Linked DNA regions of Gossypium arboreum: region 2 is linked to region 1. Evidence: chromatin contacts called from public Hi-C data. All regions are on one chromosome and are shown on one strand. The core of a region is the stretch at or near the end of the contact, and the rest is flanking DNA. Distances in the headings are between cores, read along the strand shown. Region 1 holds the start of LOC108477076 (LOB domain-containing protein 41). Region 2 has its middle 51 kb from the start of LOC128285557.

Evidence for each region. Hi-C and Micro-C count contacts between places; a contact is called where the count stands out from the background.
Region 2: a Hi-C map of leaf shows a contact between it and region 1, with 4 times the contacts expected there. The contact joins the enhancer-like site here to the promoter of LOC108477076 in region 1. A contact is called at or near these places in 2 of 5 Hi-C or Micro-C datasets (both in leaf).

The regions. Positions count from the first base shown.
Region 1 is chr12:11,750,321-11,757,462 of ASM2569848v2, reverse strand. It overlaps LOC108477076 (LOB domain-containing protein 41), which reads left to right and starts at 3,119. Exons shown (of 2, transcript XM_017779517.2): 1 at 3,119-3,512; 2 at 3,619-4,648. The coding sequence starts at 3,323. The coding sequence ends at 4,337.
Region 2 is chr12:11,840,248-11,847,389 of ASM2569848v2, reverse strand. No RefSeq gene overlaps it. Among protein-coding and RNA genes, the nearest start is that of LOC128285557, 51 kb to the right of the region's middle. Within about 2 kb of position 2,674, at least 2 of the 2 cell types and tissues checked have an H3K27ac peak or open chromatin away from gene starts, as enhancers often do. A contact at or near this core is called in leaf, where this site is marked.

The DNA.
Region 1 (7,142 bases), core at 1,870-4,369:
TCTGCCACAAGTGTTAATTAAGAGAGGAAAATTATCAGAAATCGAATGATCACAGTGCTTCAGGCTATAATTGGGGAATAAATCTTCCCATCCCGGAGTAGACACCCCTCTATCCAACCTTTCCTGAATATTATTACTAGCTAGTCTCTCACGTTCCCATGTAAACCATTGCCTCTCATAACCCACATCCTGCAAAACACAATCATCAAAGATCAAGTGAAAAGCTTCTATAGACCATTCATCAGTCAACCTTTCCCCTTGTTTCTTGTGGAATACATAATTTTGTTGAAATCTTCCATAACTAACAATGGGTCCCCATTATCAAATACAAGATTTCTTAACAAATCCCATGAATGATGCCTTAAATTTTCCATTAGATGTCCAGAAAACCCAACAAATCGCCACCTAATGTCTTCTAACTCCCCCTCCATTGTCACATCAATATGATTCATCAAAAATCTTCTTAACACTACTTTAACTCCTTACTTCCATCCTAAAGATAACCCTCATTTGTTTCTTTGCTACTAACATATATTCCCTCCACATCCCCCATGTCCTCCAAACTTCCTCCATTTTCAAACTATGTAGCTTAGTTTCCATAAAAAAACCATATCGAGATTAGTTACCCTCAGCATATGCCAAAGGCGATGCCTTGTTCGGGGATTCCCTAGTCCCCAAACATTTCAGCATAAGATTTCCATTACAATCAGCTGCCCTACCCTACAGAACCAGTCAATATCTCAGAATCAAGAACATAAGAAGTCCATCAGTAGTTTTCCCCAAATCCATTTCATTAAAAACTAAAGAAAACTGAGAACTGCGTTGACGCTTCTTTCCCTCTCCAATCTCCATAGGGAAATCCTCCTCTCACAACTTCTTATTCGAATCCATATTCTCTATTCCACTAATGCCAGTGTCCAACTTCCCTCCATATTCAGCCCAAGATTCACTCTCGCTAGACGCAAAAAAATCCCTATTTCAAAATAGACCTTGTATATTCGCTAACCCCTCAGTTGTCCTTTTACCCAGCGATTTCTACAATTTTTTAATCCGTGGCCTTTCTCCCTTCTCCCGTAACTAAGGACTAGTCACCACCATTGCTATTTTCGGTATTATTTTAATCGAAAAATCCCACTCAGATACCAATTTTTTTCCCATTAACGATCTTGGCTGGGCAAATCTCTCAGATTATCCCAATCAGCCATAAAAAAAGTAAAATATCGAAAGCTTTTCATATTGGAATCGCGCATAAAAGAACCATTTGTTCTCCAGAATAAGTTTCTTATGCTTCATTAACGGATTTCTCACATCAATCCTGACACGAATTCGCATATAACCCCCATACCATTTATTCAATGACTTCGCACCATACTCTAAAATTGCCCTAAAAAAGCCCCCAAATTGCCTAGCCATCATTTCTGACATTAATCCCGTCAGAAGATCATGAATCTAGACCAAAAAATCAGCCCGAAACAATGGCACAACCATGAGGTCATCCCCTTCCTTTAATCGATGAAAAAGTAGTAAATGGTTGTTGAACGTTTAGGGACTTCCATCCAAGAACCTGTCAAGATCAATCTCATAGTAAAACTGAAAGAGAAACCGCTTCTCACCCATATAAGTAATCTTAACACCCCCATGAGGGTGCCATAAATTCACCAAAGTGGTGCGCATCGCCTGAAACTGTACAACAGTGGCCATCAAGAAGCTACCCACCACATTCAGATTCACCACCTACTCCCTCACTTCCTCCTTCAATCTACTTGCCATGCCTCCTCCTCCTCCCTACCAGCAAGTGAAAGCACTGCCAAGCCTTTTTCCATCCTTTAATCATCGCTGTCAATAGCGTTCTTTTCGCCTTATCCACCGCAAAAACCACCACTTAGAGATCTATTTTGAATAGAAAACCTTCTATATTTAAGTGTAAAAGAAATTACTAGATGAATATATATTTACTTAGTTTTAATAATTTGGATATTAGTTTTGTTTTGAATGATTAGCTATATTTATTTTATGATATAAAATAATTTAATATCATATAAATTAATATTTTGAAAGAATAAATTGGTTAGAAAGATATAAAATGTTTTTAAAATTATGAAAATTAAATAAATTATTTTAAAAAATATAAGAAAAAGAGAAATGTGCAACTTCTTGCAATATTTTTAATATTTTTTAAAATTTAAAATTAATTAAATACTAAAATGTCATCGTGTCATTAAAATGAACAAACAAACCTTTCGATTATTTTTATAAAAGTAAAATTAAAACAAAATTTTTAAAAAGTTAGAAATGTAAATGAGATTAATAAAGATAACATATAAGTGTATACTAGAAATAAAACCGTATAAGAAAATTGGTTTCTCAAATAAAGAAAAATGATTTCTTTATTTATTCTACTGTAATAGATGATAAGTATGAGCTTAATGCAAATTTCAGAAAAGAAAATATATAAAAGAAACCCCTTCAAAACCGTTGGCTGATGAGCTTGTGAAGCGCCCACAGTCCCAACATTCAAATCCGGAAACCGGTTACCGGTTTTCGCTTTCCCTCTTTTAAAGTGGTTTTTGAATCAACACGAACCTCCCGAAAACCAGGAGCCTTTTTCTATATTATTTTATTCTGTTTTTCTTTAATTAAAATAAAACAGGGGCTCCCACTTCACACCCTCTACCTCATATGTGGCGATTCGACAGCACTCTGATGCCTGTACGTGTCTGCCACGCGCTACTCTCTTCCTTTCTCAATTTTTGGACCCATTTGCATGGCATCCCTTACCTTTTTCACCACCTGTCCTTATATTCAAGTATCCGTTTTACCCTTTAGAAAGCAGTAACATATCGAGCGCAAGTGGGGGTAGTTTAGTAAAAATGAGTTGTGCATCGATTTCCCCGAGAGGAGTTACGTTCCGTAAATATTTAGGTTGTCTTACGCAGAAGGGACAGTACATTAAGTACGCCTCCAATGGGGAATTGAAATTGGATTCCTTAATTGGGAGTGAGTTGCACGAGTGAGAGGGTGAGAGTAGTGAAATAGCAAAAGTATTTAAAAACATAGCAGTACCATGTTTTTATTGTTTTTTAAATAAAAATTGATTTATTTTTGAAAGCCAACCTCCTTGAATGTGGAAACCAGCGTTTTGGAAATTAAAACAACTGCGTTCCCCTGGTCCTATACCTGAAAACCCAGCGGCCATTTTTTCGTAAAAGAATATCTCTTATTTTTATATTTTCCTTTTCCGCTTCCCTTAAATACTCCAACTTCCCTCTTTTCTTCAATCCCCCCCCCCAAATTTTCTCTTTTCTTTCTCCAACTTCTCAAAATGCGCATGAGTTGTAATGGATGCCGGATTCTTCGTAAGGGCTGCAGTGAAAATTGTAGCATCAGGCCCTGTTTACAATGGATCAAAAGCCCTGAATCCCAAGCAAACGCCACCGTCTTTCTAGCCAAGTTCTATGGCCGTGCTGGCCTTATGAACCTCATCAACGCCGGCCCCGAACACCTCCGCCCTGGTCAGTTTCACTTTCCTTTCACACATCTGCTCTGTTTATTTTTAATTTACATTATTTTTAGATTACTGTCTTTTCTTTCACTGATTTCTTTTCCCTATTTATTCAGCTATTTTTAGGTCGTTATTATACGAGGCTTGTGGTCGGATAGTGAACCCGATATACGGTTCTGTCGGCTTATTATGGTCCGGAAGCTGGCAGCTTTGCCAAGCCGCCGTAGAAGCTGTGCTAAAAGGTGCTCCGATCACTCCGATTGCGTCGGAAGCCGCTGCGAATGGTCAAGGGCCGCCTCTAAAAGCATACGACATTCGTCATGTTTCCAAAGATGAAAACTCTGCAGCCTCTAACGATGTCCAACGAGTTAAGACACGGTGCCGAGTTAAAAAAACTTTGAAGCCGAAGGTGAATAACCCGGTCTTAGAGGAGGAGAACCGCAGCTCGGAACCACCCGAACCGCGGTGTTACGCTGATGAAGGGTTCGAGGGAAACCGGTCGACGAGTCACGAGTCCTCGCTGAGTCACCAATCTGAGTTGGCTGTTATGGATGGGGAAAGTAAAGAAACCTCGAGTATGATCTCAGAGGAAACAGTGGCGGCTTCGCGGCTGTTTCCGGCGGGGCCGGAGCTCGGAGGTAAGGTGTTGGAAGAAAGGACGGTGGAGGGAAGCAGCGAGATTGGGCTGGAGTTGACGCTGGGGTTTAAACCGGTGATGTCACGTGCTTGTCAGGTGGTGGTGCCTGTAAAGAAAAGGAGAGTGGAGGCATACGGCACGTTCGAGGATAGTCAAACGTGTAAGTTTGAGCTGGGTCTTGACTATCCGGCGGCTTAAATGGCTTTTATAAAAGGAAAAACAAAAGGATAGTTTGTTCCCAGTTTTGGCGGCTCGTTTCCGGCTTTTGTTTATTTTACATAGAAGAGTTGTGGATTGTTTTTTCTTTTCTTTTTTTTTTTTTTTTGTAAGTTCTTTTTGTAATTTTCCTTTTTCCCTTTATGTAAACAAAAGAAATAGTTTACATGAGTAGAAATGGTAAATTTTATAGGGGAATCATAAAGATTTTATTTCTTTTCAACTTTATTATTTTACCTAATTGGAATTGTATTATGACAATGAATGAACTATACAAAATTTTATAAAACAAACTGGGACCTTGTATTTACTCCTATTTTTGTTATTTATCGTTAAAATAATAATGTGGCATTTCTAAATTTGTATAATAAAATATTTAATTTTCTTACATATATTTTTATATAATTCAATAAACTTAATTTTTCACATTTTATATTATAGTAGCAAAGTTGAGTCGAGATTATTTTAATTTGAAAGCAATGTGTCCACAATTTAATTTGACAATTTATATATTTTTATAATTATTTATTTATATAGATTATTTATGTCAAGTTTTAATATTGTACTATTTATTTTATGTAAAAGCTTTTAACTTTAAAATATATTTATATTGTATATAAAACTTTTGATTGAATTTAAACACCAACTTAAATACCATTTTACAACTAATATTATTATCAAAGTATTTTTAATAATTTATTTAAAATACAATACTAAAGTAGAAAAGCCTCAACCATTACACAAAGAAAATGTTCCTCTTTTTTTAGTTTAAAAATAAAATTATAAATATGTTTGTTGTTAAAAATTTCACCTACACAATAGGTATGATATAATTTAGTATTAATAAAAATAATATTCTAAATCTATTTGATAGATATATTTTGATGGTTTAAAATTATAATTATTTAATAAATATAATTATATTGAAAAATTAATATTTAAATTATTAAAATATTAATCATATTAAAAATGATAGAAACGCGTGAAAAAATCAACATTTGGACTACACTAGTATAATCCTCTCCTTACATTAATATATTTTTATATTATAATTGAGATAGTATTAAGTACATTTGTAGTGTGTTTTTATTCCATAAGTAGTTTTAAAATTTTTCATTTTAAATATTTATTTTTTAATATTTTATTATACTTTATAGAACACTTGTCAACCCCGATCTTATTTGTGGAGTCTAAAAGTTTCAAGGATAGTGTACTAAATAATTTTTCAATTATAATCATATTTAAAATGTTATATATATTTATATGATTTTCAAAATGGCTTAATAAATTTTATATTTATTCCTCAAAAATATATATTTCAAGTAGACTTGATCATGACCTAAGTCACCCGCCTAATCCTGAATATCCGTCTAAAAATGGGAGGGCTCGGGAAGAATATAGGTTTGAAAAATAGGCTTAAACAAGAAATAAGGCCCATTACCTAAACGGGTCGGGCCTCAAGTAAGTTTTTTTTGGCCCAGGCCCTGCTCGACACGACCCAAATCAACCTAAACTTTCTTTTTTTTTGTTGTTTTTTGCTATCGTTTCATTGATGTTTTGCTGTTATTTCACTATTATAAATCTTATTTTATTGTTAATTTTGCTACTATTTTAGAGGCATTTGCATGCTAAGTTGCAAGTATATTAGTTTTATTTAAGTACAAAGACTATTTTTTATTGTATTTTCAATTTGTTGGAAAATATTTGTTTTGACATTTTAGTGTATTTAATGTATTATATTTAAAAATTATAGAAAAATAATGTAAAAATAATCAATACAGTGAGGTTGTGTTGGGCTCGGGTTTAACATTTTTAATCTAGGTCATGCTTGGGTCAAATTTTAGGCCCATTTTTAGGGTTGGGCCTAAAATTTTGTATTGGCGCAACCCATGATCAAGTCTAATTACAAATATGTTATATTTGCACGAAGTTTTTTTTTTCTTATTTAGGTTTTACAAATTTATAAATGTGGAATGTCTATTTTAAAAACTCAAAATTTTGGTTAAAAAATTTGAAGATCAAATTGATAGAATTTAAAAATGTGAATGGTTAAATTTATTGAATTATTTAGAATTAGGATCAAATTAGTAGAATATGTAAGTCTGGAGGACTAAATGTATTATACCAATTAGAAAAAAGTCCACGCCATTATTTATGTTATCAATTTAGCAGCGGGTGACCAAAATAGGAATGAATACAAAGTTTAGTGCCTAAATTGATAGTTTTTAAAATTGAGTGACCATAACAAGAACATAGATATAATTGGATGACCATTTGTGTAATTTACCTAAAAAACCTATACAAATTTTGATCAGGTCTTTGTACAAAACTGATCACTCGAAACTCCCAAAGGCAATATATAAGGTGTGATGTCTTGGTACAAAACTGATCACTCGAATCACAAAGAGTCGTGGGATTTGGCTTTAGTTCTAAGATATCATATAAATTACCTTAAAATAATGTAGGTTTTTTGTTGGGTAGAGTGGAAAAACAAGAAAAATGAAAAGATGTTTTTTTTTTTCATTCATGTAATTGTTTATTTTTCAGTGGTGTCGGAAACAATAGTTTCAAGGCCACCAAATTCGACGAGTAAGTTCGTAAATATTATATTTAATATTTACGAGTTAATTGTGACTTTGAAAAGGTTTTTGATATAGTTATTTTTGTTTTATAAACGATTTATTAAGTTTAAGTGGTTTGACCTTAAAGTCAAGTGGTTTTAGAAAATGAGATATTGGGACCTCGTTTTTATAAACCAAGCCGTAAATATTTTTATAAATATTTACG
Region 2 (7,142 bases), core at 1,425-3,924, 90 kb before region 1:
ATCCCAACGATGAGGTATGTTTCGTATATGCATTGGAATAATTGATTCCTTTTAAATAGTATTCGCTCAATCGATTAACAAGCTTCCGGCCTTTAGTCAAGTTGATTCCTTATGTATGAATATAAGGGTTGGAAATGTGAAGTAGGTATGATTTTGAGAATATGTGTGTATGAAATTATTCGTTTAGTCATATGAATGCTATACTTCAGTTGTGCATGATTTCATTACTCAAAACTTACTAAGCATTAAATGCTTATTCCGTTTCTTTGATTCTCTGTTTTATAGATTTTGGTTCGTCAGCTATCGGACTCGGGAGTGTCAAAGTCGAAGTCATCCACACTATCAAAGCCCTTTTGGTACTCTTTTAGATGAACTCTGAAAATGGCATGTATAGGACTGTCCTTTTGTTGTTGGTCATGTACCTTTTGGTATTGTATAAATTTGTATAGCCATGCGAAAATGGCTTATATATCTTGAGCATAGCATTATAATCATTTTGTATATTGTTCATTGAGTGGTATGGAAATGATTGGTAACGATTAGCCATTGGAATGGTTAATCACGATCATTTTAGTGCTATGTACGACAAATGGCTAGTTGATCCATGGAAAATCATGAAATAGGTATAGTCTACCTTAAAAACAGATGCTGACAGCAGCAGTGATGTGAATTTGAAAAATCACTAAAAATATTAGGAATGGAATTAAATACCGAATAAATTATGAAATCGAACCTTGATGAGTCTATTTTCATATGGAATAAACGAAAAGATCATATGAGCTGTATTTTAAGGGATGTTTAAGTTTTCGTGAAACAGGGCCAGAGCGACTTCTGGATCCCCTATTCTGACTTTGGAAATTCACTATAAATTAACCAGAGATAATTATAAGTCATGCCCTATATTTACAGACTCCTTTTCGAGTCTAGTTTCTTTAGAAACAAACGGAATAAGTATTGAAACCCTGTAAAGGAAGATATCTAAGTCGTAATGCATGAAGGTCAGAGTAGTCGAACCCTGTAACAGGGGAGACTTTAACTAATAAACTGTACTAATTGGACCGACCAAAAATTCTAGAAAAAAACTTATAGATGGATATATGAGTCTAGTTTTAGGGAAAATTTACGGAATCAGTTTTTGAGTTTTGGAATTCGAGATATGATTTTTAAGGTGACAGTGACGCAGTTACCCAGCTTGTCTGGAAATGGTAAAATGAACTGTATAAATAAATGAATGAAGTCCGTTAACACCTCGTGTCCGACTCCGGCAACGATCTCGGGTACGGGGTGTTACACATATCAAGTAAGTCAGTATGTCCACTGCTATAGTACAAGGTACTTGTATCGATACACGTCCTCACTTGTAATGATACATCTATGCTAGACAAGGTCTCTCTTGTTGACTCTCAAATATCTATATTTGGTATTATTTAAAATGTTTTCATCTTGATTTTAAAGTTTTAAAAACGAATTGGATTATTTGAAATGGTTTAATCTAAATGATCTCATATTTGATTTCTTAATGTATTCAATAAAGTAGGAAGTTATTTTTTGTTACTTCGATAACAAATGTAATATGTCGTATTTCAATCAAGCAATCGGCAATGAAAACACGGAGGGATTGATGAGAAATTTTTCCGTTCAATCACCTATGAAAGTTCAAAAAATTCTAAATTAAATCATTTATTCATTTCATTTTCTTCAAAATAAGTATTCTTTTTTTCCTTATTCTTCCTTCTTTATGTTTTGGCCCTGCTTGTTTGCTCTCTGTACCATTTTTTTCTCCGGCCAAGTTCCTCCAATCTTCATCGTCAAAGACCTGCCCATAATGGCCAGTAAACTAAAAGACTCTTTGCCTTCTCTTTTTCGAAATTTTTTGAAATTTTCTTATTTTCTTTCAGATCTGGAACTTATCGATCTGCTTTGCTTCACTTCTCTTTTCTTTTTCATTTTTTTAAAAAATTATTCGACATTTTATTTTTGAAAGAAACAACGAAAAACAACAACAAAACAAAAAAAAAAAGAAAAGAGAGAGAGAGAAAAGGAAAGTAAAAATAAATCACCCAAATAAAAAAAAAAAGAAGAAGTTGATTTGGGCTTTGAGGCTCAAAATACTTTTATTAAAAACTTCTTTTTAATATTTTAAAGACAAAACTTTATTTTATTTTAAACAAAATTTTGATTATTATTTTATATAATTATTTAAGAAACATTTGGATATCCAAATGTTCACTCATTTCATGTCAAAGTTTCGAAGAATTAAAATGGATTAAATTAGACATAACTGAAAATTAATTTCAAAATAATTGAAATAAAATTTAATTAAATTATAAATATTTGAAATTTAACTGAGTTTAATCTTGACTCAATTTCATTTTAAAAATAAAAATTAAAATAAAAAGGAAACACGTGTCCCATCAAAAACCTTGTAACCCAAGTTAAAAAAAAAAATGAAGTTGGGGACAAAATTAGGTGGTAGAATAAAAGAAATGATCTGACGTGGAATAGTTGAGCATTAGCTGATAAGCAGTTCCAACTCCCAAATGAAGAACGTTTTACTAGATTTGGAGGTCAACAAATAAAAGAAGCCAAAGCAGAAACCAGCCGCAGCTGGGCTGAGCCACCCACCGTTTTTCCATCAAATCCACTAGGGAATAGTAGTGGGAACCCTCCTAAAAACATGGAGCTGCATGATGTCCACGTGGCCATTTAGTTCCACTTTTACGCCAGAAAGTGGCTTCCACGCGCTTCTACCCCATTCTGCATGTGCTTTTGGACTCTTTCCCAAACTAGCACTCTTTGGAATTATCGCTACTTTTCTTTGGAATTATTCCATAATCTTATAAATTGACTTAAATTTTTGAACAATTTAAAGTAATAATAATAATTCAAACTTTTATAATAATTGATATGGTATAAAATGTTCAATTACTAATGTCTAATAATCGATATAAAATTATGGGAAAAGTAACACAGCAATTATTCAATTTTGATCAAAATAATATCAAATTTTGAAAAGTTATAATTTAACCACTAAATTTTATGAAAGCAATAAATCAATCACCTGAATCCATTTTTTGTTATAGACATAACTAGCAGCTAACGTGACCTATTAGGGTGCCACATTAAATATGATCCCACCATCAAATTTTCTTTTTTTTTTTTAATTTTTATTATTAATTTTCTAAACAAATACAACCAAAACTCTTTTTTGTTTAATATTCTCTTCTCCCTTCTCTGTACTATCAAAATTTTCTCTGTTCTAATGCAACCTAAAAACAACAACAAAAAACCCAAAAATCAACGTTGGACTATTGCGCCGATTTGCCAACGGTGGTCGAAAAACTCTAAATTCTTAGCTAGTCTCTTTTGACCCTTTGAACATGAATTCGGAGTCGTATTCTCCAAAAATCACCTCGAACTACTCGAATCTATGCTTAAACGTTCAAATTTCTCCTTACCTGATCTTGAAATCCGACTATCGAATCAGTCTGATTCCAAGGTATGTTGTTTTTTGCGAGCTCTTTTACATTCCTACCGTTCAAATTTCTGAGATGACTACCCCAGACCTTAAAACTAGCCTCAACGTTCCTCTTATTTCTTTTTTTTTCTTTATATTTTTTTCTTCTTTCTTTGACTTTGTTTCCTTTCTCTCCGTTGCAAGCTTCCACTTGGTTCTCCTTTGGAGTTATTTTTATTGTTCATTTTGTATTTTTTGTGTTGTTTATGTGAATTTTTTAGTTGTTGAAGGTGTGGTGAAGATGTGTTTATGGCGGCGATGGTAAATGGAGTGATTATGAGGGTGTTTGGATTTGAAAATAGTGGCAATGTATGGCGGTTGGTTAATTGGATAGTGGTGGTGATTAGTGTTGAGAGAGGTTGATGATAGTATGATTAAGAGAAAAACAAATTCAAAGTTTTTTAATCTTTCTGGAAAAAAAGAAAAAGAAAAAGAGGAGTTGAAAAAGGTTGAAGCGGGAAGTGAAGTTAACAGGGACGATATGGTTGAAGCAGGAAGCGAACATGGCCAGTTTGAAGAGGTTAGTATAATGAGTTCTGAGGCACCCACTGTGATCTCCCTTTCTTCTTATTCTTCTTCTTCTTTTTCTTCTGGCTGGTCATGTCCAATGTGGTTAGTTAACGGAACATGTCACCTGTTCCGTTAGGCCTGTAATGGAAAATGTTAGTGGGCGACTGATTTGTCACTTTTCAATAATGTTAATGATTGTTTTGTTATTTTCGTAAAGTTTAGTGACTAGTTGTAACTTTTCAAAGTTTAGTATCTGTTTTGTTATTTTAATCAAAGTTGAATGACTGTTGGTGTACTTTACCCTAAAATTAAAATAGTAAAATATTAATATTAATTTTTTATTTTTTAAAATTTATTTAATCAATACCAACACAATATCAAATTTCTTGATACAATGTCAAAACTACCCATAATCTCTCATCAACTCTTATATAGGAGAATAAAAGTGCTTCAACGCTCTCGAATTGACATCTTCCTGTACTAGCAACAATACTGATGCCAATCGAGCTATAGACTTAATCGATAACACATTATCAAATTACCAATTATACTATTTCTTTATATGGTTCAGACTCAATCTTGTAACAATGTTATGTGCTTGTAACTTTTTTTTATACAATATTGAAATGAGATGGGGTAGTATGATTTGAACCCGTGTTAAGCAGATGTCTGATAAGAACTTTAATCAACATATCATACAAGTAAAGATACAACATTTTTTTGAAGTTGTAATCTTTTATTTTTCCATGAGAAACTATTGTAATCATAATAATAGCAACAATAAATTACATTAGTAGTCACCCAACTATTAGTAAATTTCCTTTTAGTAACTTAACTATGAAAAGTTATAAAATGATTATCCAACTATTAGTAAATTTTTGTCATCCAACTAGGAAAAGTTACAAAATTATCACCCAAATATTCAATTTTGTCTTTTTTTCTTTGTCATTAGTGGCCAATAGTGAAAACTTTTAAAATTAGAAAATAACAATTTTAACTCTAAACATTTATAAATTATGTCAATTAATCTTGATTCTAAAATATTTAAGCCTCAACATTTATAGATTGTGTAAGTTGATCCTTTTTTTTGTAGTTTTACTTTTATTTTTGAAGGTTAATTTTAAAAGAATAAAAAAATGAAAATTATTATCTTTCATTTTTGGGAATTTTTCATTTTTTTGTATATTTCCTATCAAATTAGTTGATACATTAATTTTTTTTAGCTTTTTAGGTGAAAGGGCCACAAAGAAAAGCAAAAGTAAAAATTTAAAAAAATAAAAAAAACACAATATGTAAATGTTGAGGATTAGATTTTTACAATCAAGACTAAATTGGCACTATGATATCCCTAACTAACTATTGAGCTAGGAACAATACCAAGTCGGGTTAGATATACTTGAAAATTTTAGAAATGGATAAAATAAGAATTTTTGAGTGTTAGTATAGATAGTAGTTAGAGCCGATAGAAAATTAAAAATACTCTTGAAATAAGATAAATAAATTTAGGGTATAGGCTTACTTGTAAGAGAATAAAAAATATTGGGGCAAAAGTAAGAAAATTAAAAAATTGAAATGATTGCATTGAGTTGAAGGAAAAAGGAGGAATGACAAGAAGTGAAATTTTACCAAAATAAAGTATGATTCATGGATGGTATTATAGAGAAAGTTTGAGGATTAAATGGTAATTACTCAAACAAGATAATTATGGAAAATGCAATGATTAAGGACTAAAATGTGTACAAATATGATTGGAGGGTCATTTTGATAATTATCATTTAATTATTAAATGAATTAAATATTTTTATTAGACCATCCTTTCAACTTTTTTATTGCAAATGGGTCATTTCCACCAATTTTAAGCCTTTTAAGCTTAATTTCTCCAATTTCTTTCATGAAAACTTAGTGGAATCAATAGAGAAGCCTAGTATTCACCATAGGGTGAGTTTGGATAGACGACGCATTTAGCTGTATTTAGTGTAAAAACAACGATGGTAGTGAGATTAGATACTATAGCGATATTGTAGCTTGAGACAAATAGTAAGCTAAATGCACTGCACCGCACCTCATCTCACCACCCATCCAAACCCACCCTTAATTTCATGAAAAATGTATCAATAATTGTCTTGAAGAAGAGAGAAAATAAGAACTAGGGTTTGATTACAAGTGATTAAGGTAAGAATGGTAAGTTTCATTATGAAATTCATGTTAGTTTCATTTAAATAGTATAGATATGTTATTTGATTATGATTTTAACAAGTAAATGTTATATGTTTTGGTATGGAAATGAAGAAAAACAGAAGAAAAGTGAAGGATTAGTTAGGAAAAAAAAAAAGCAAGGAAGTAACCAAAGAGTGAAGGATGAAGAAAATATTTCATCCAAGACTTAGTTGTAAGTACTTCAAGAATTTTAATTTATTTAATTTTAATCTAAGTATAAATTATGTTAAAATAGTTAAATTAATTAAAATATTTTAGTATTAAGTGCAAAAAAAAAGAATAAAAATAATAATAATAATAAATTAAGTAGTGATAAATATAGTTTGAATTTTGATTATGTGATGAATTAATTTGATATATTGAAATAATAGTAAAAGGATTAAATTGTGAAGTTTCAAACTGGTTATGAAAACTAAATTTATGATAAATTGGAATGTGAATGAAGTGGAAATAATTAATGAATGTATGAGTAGTGAAAATGGGGTTGAATTACAAAGTATAGTGAATTTTTTGATAATAAGGACTAAATTGTAAAAAGTGAAAATTTTAAATTGCTTTCATTTGAATGAGTGGATGAGATGGAATAAATGTATTAAAAACCCATGTAGACAAGATGAGAACTAATAAGATATGAATGAAATGTCATTAGGAAATCCTATGCACGCAAATGAAAGTGGCACTTCGATGCAATCAAAATATGGCACTTCTGTTGAATACTATGATTGTTTAGTATACTTATATGTTTTATTTAGTCTACAATGGGCAATACCAATAAAACATGGTAAGAGAAAATTTTCAATAGATCCGATAAGTGATTTAAGCCTTGTGAATTGATCATTATTTATTAGTATTGGCTTTATGAAATTATACATATTCTACATTAATTATACTTTAAATA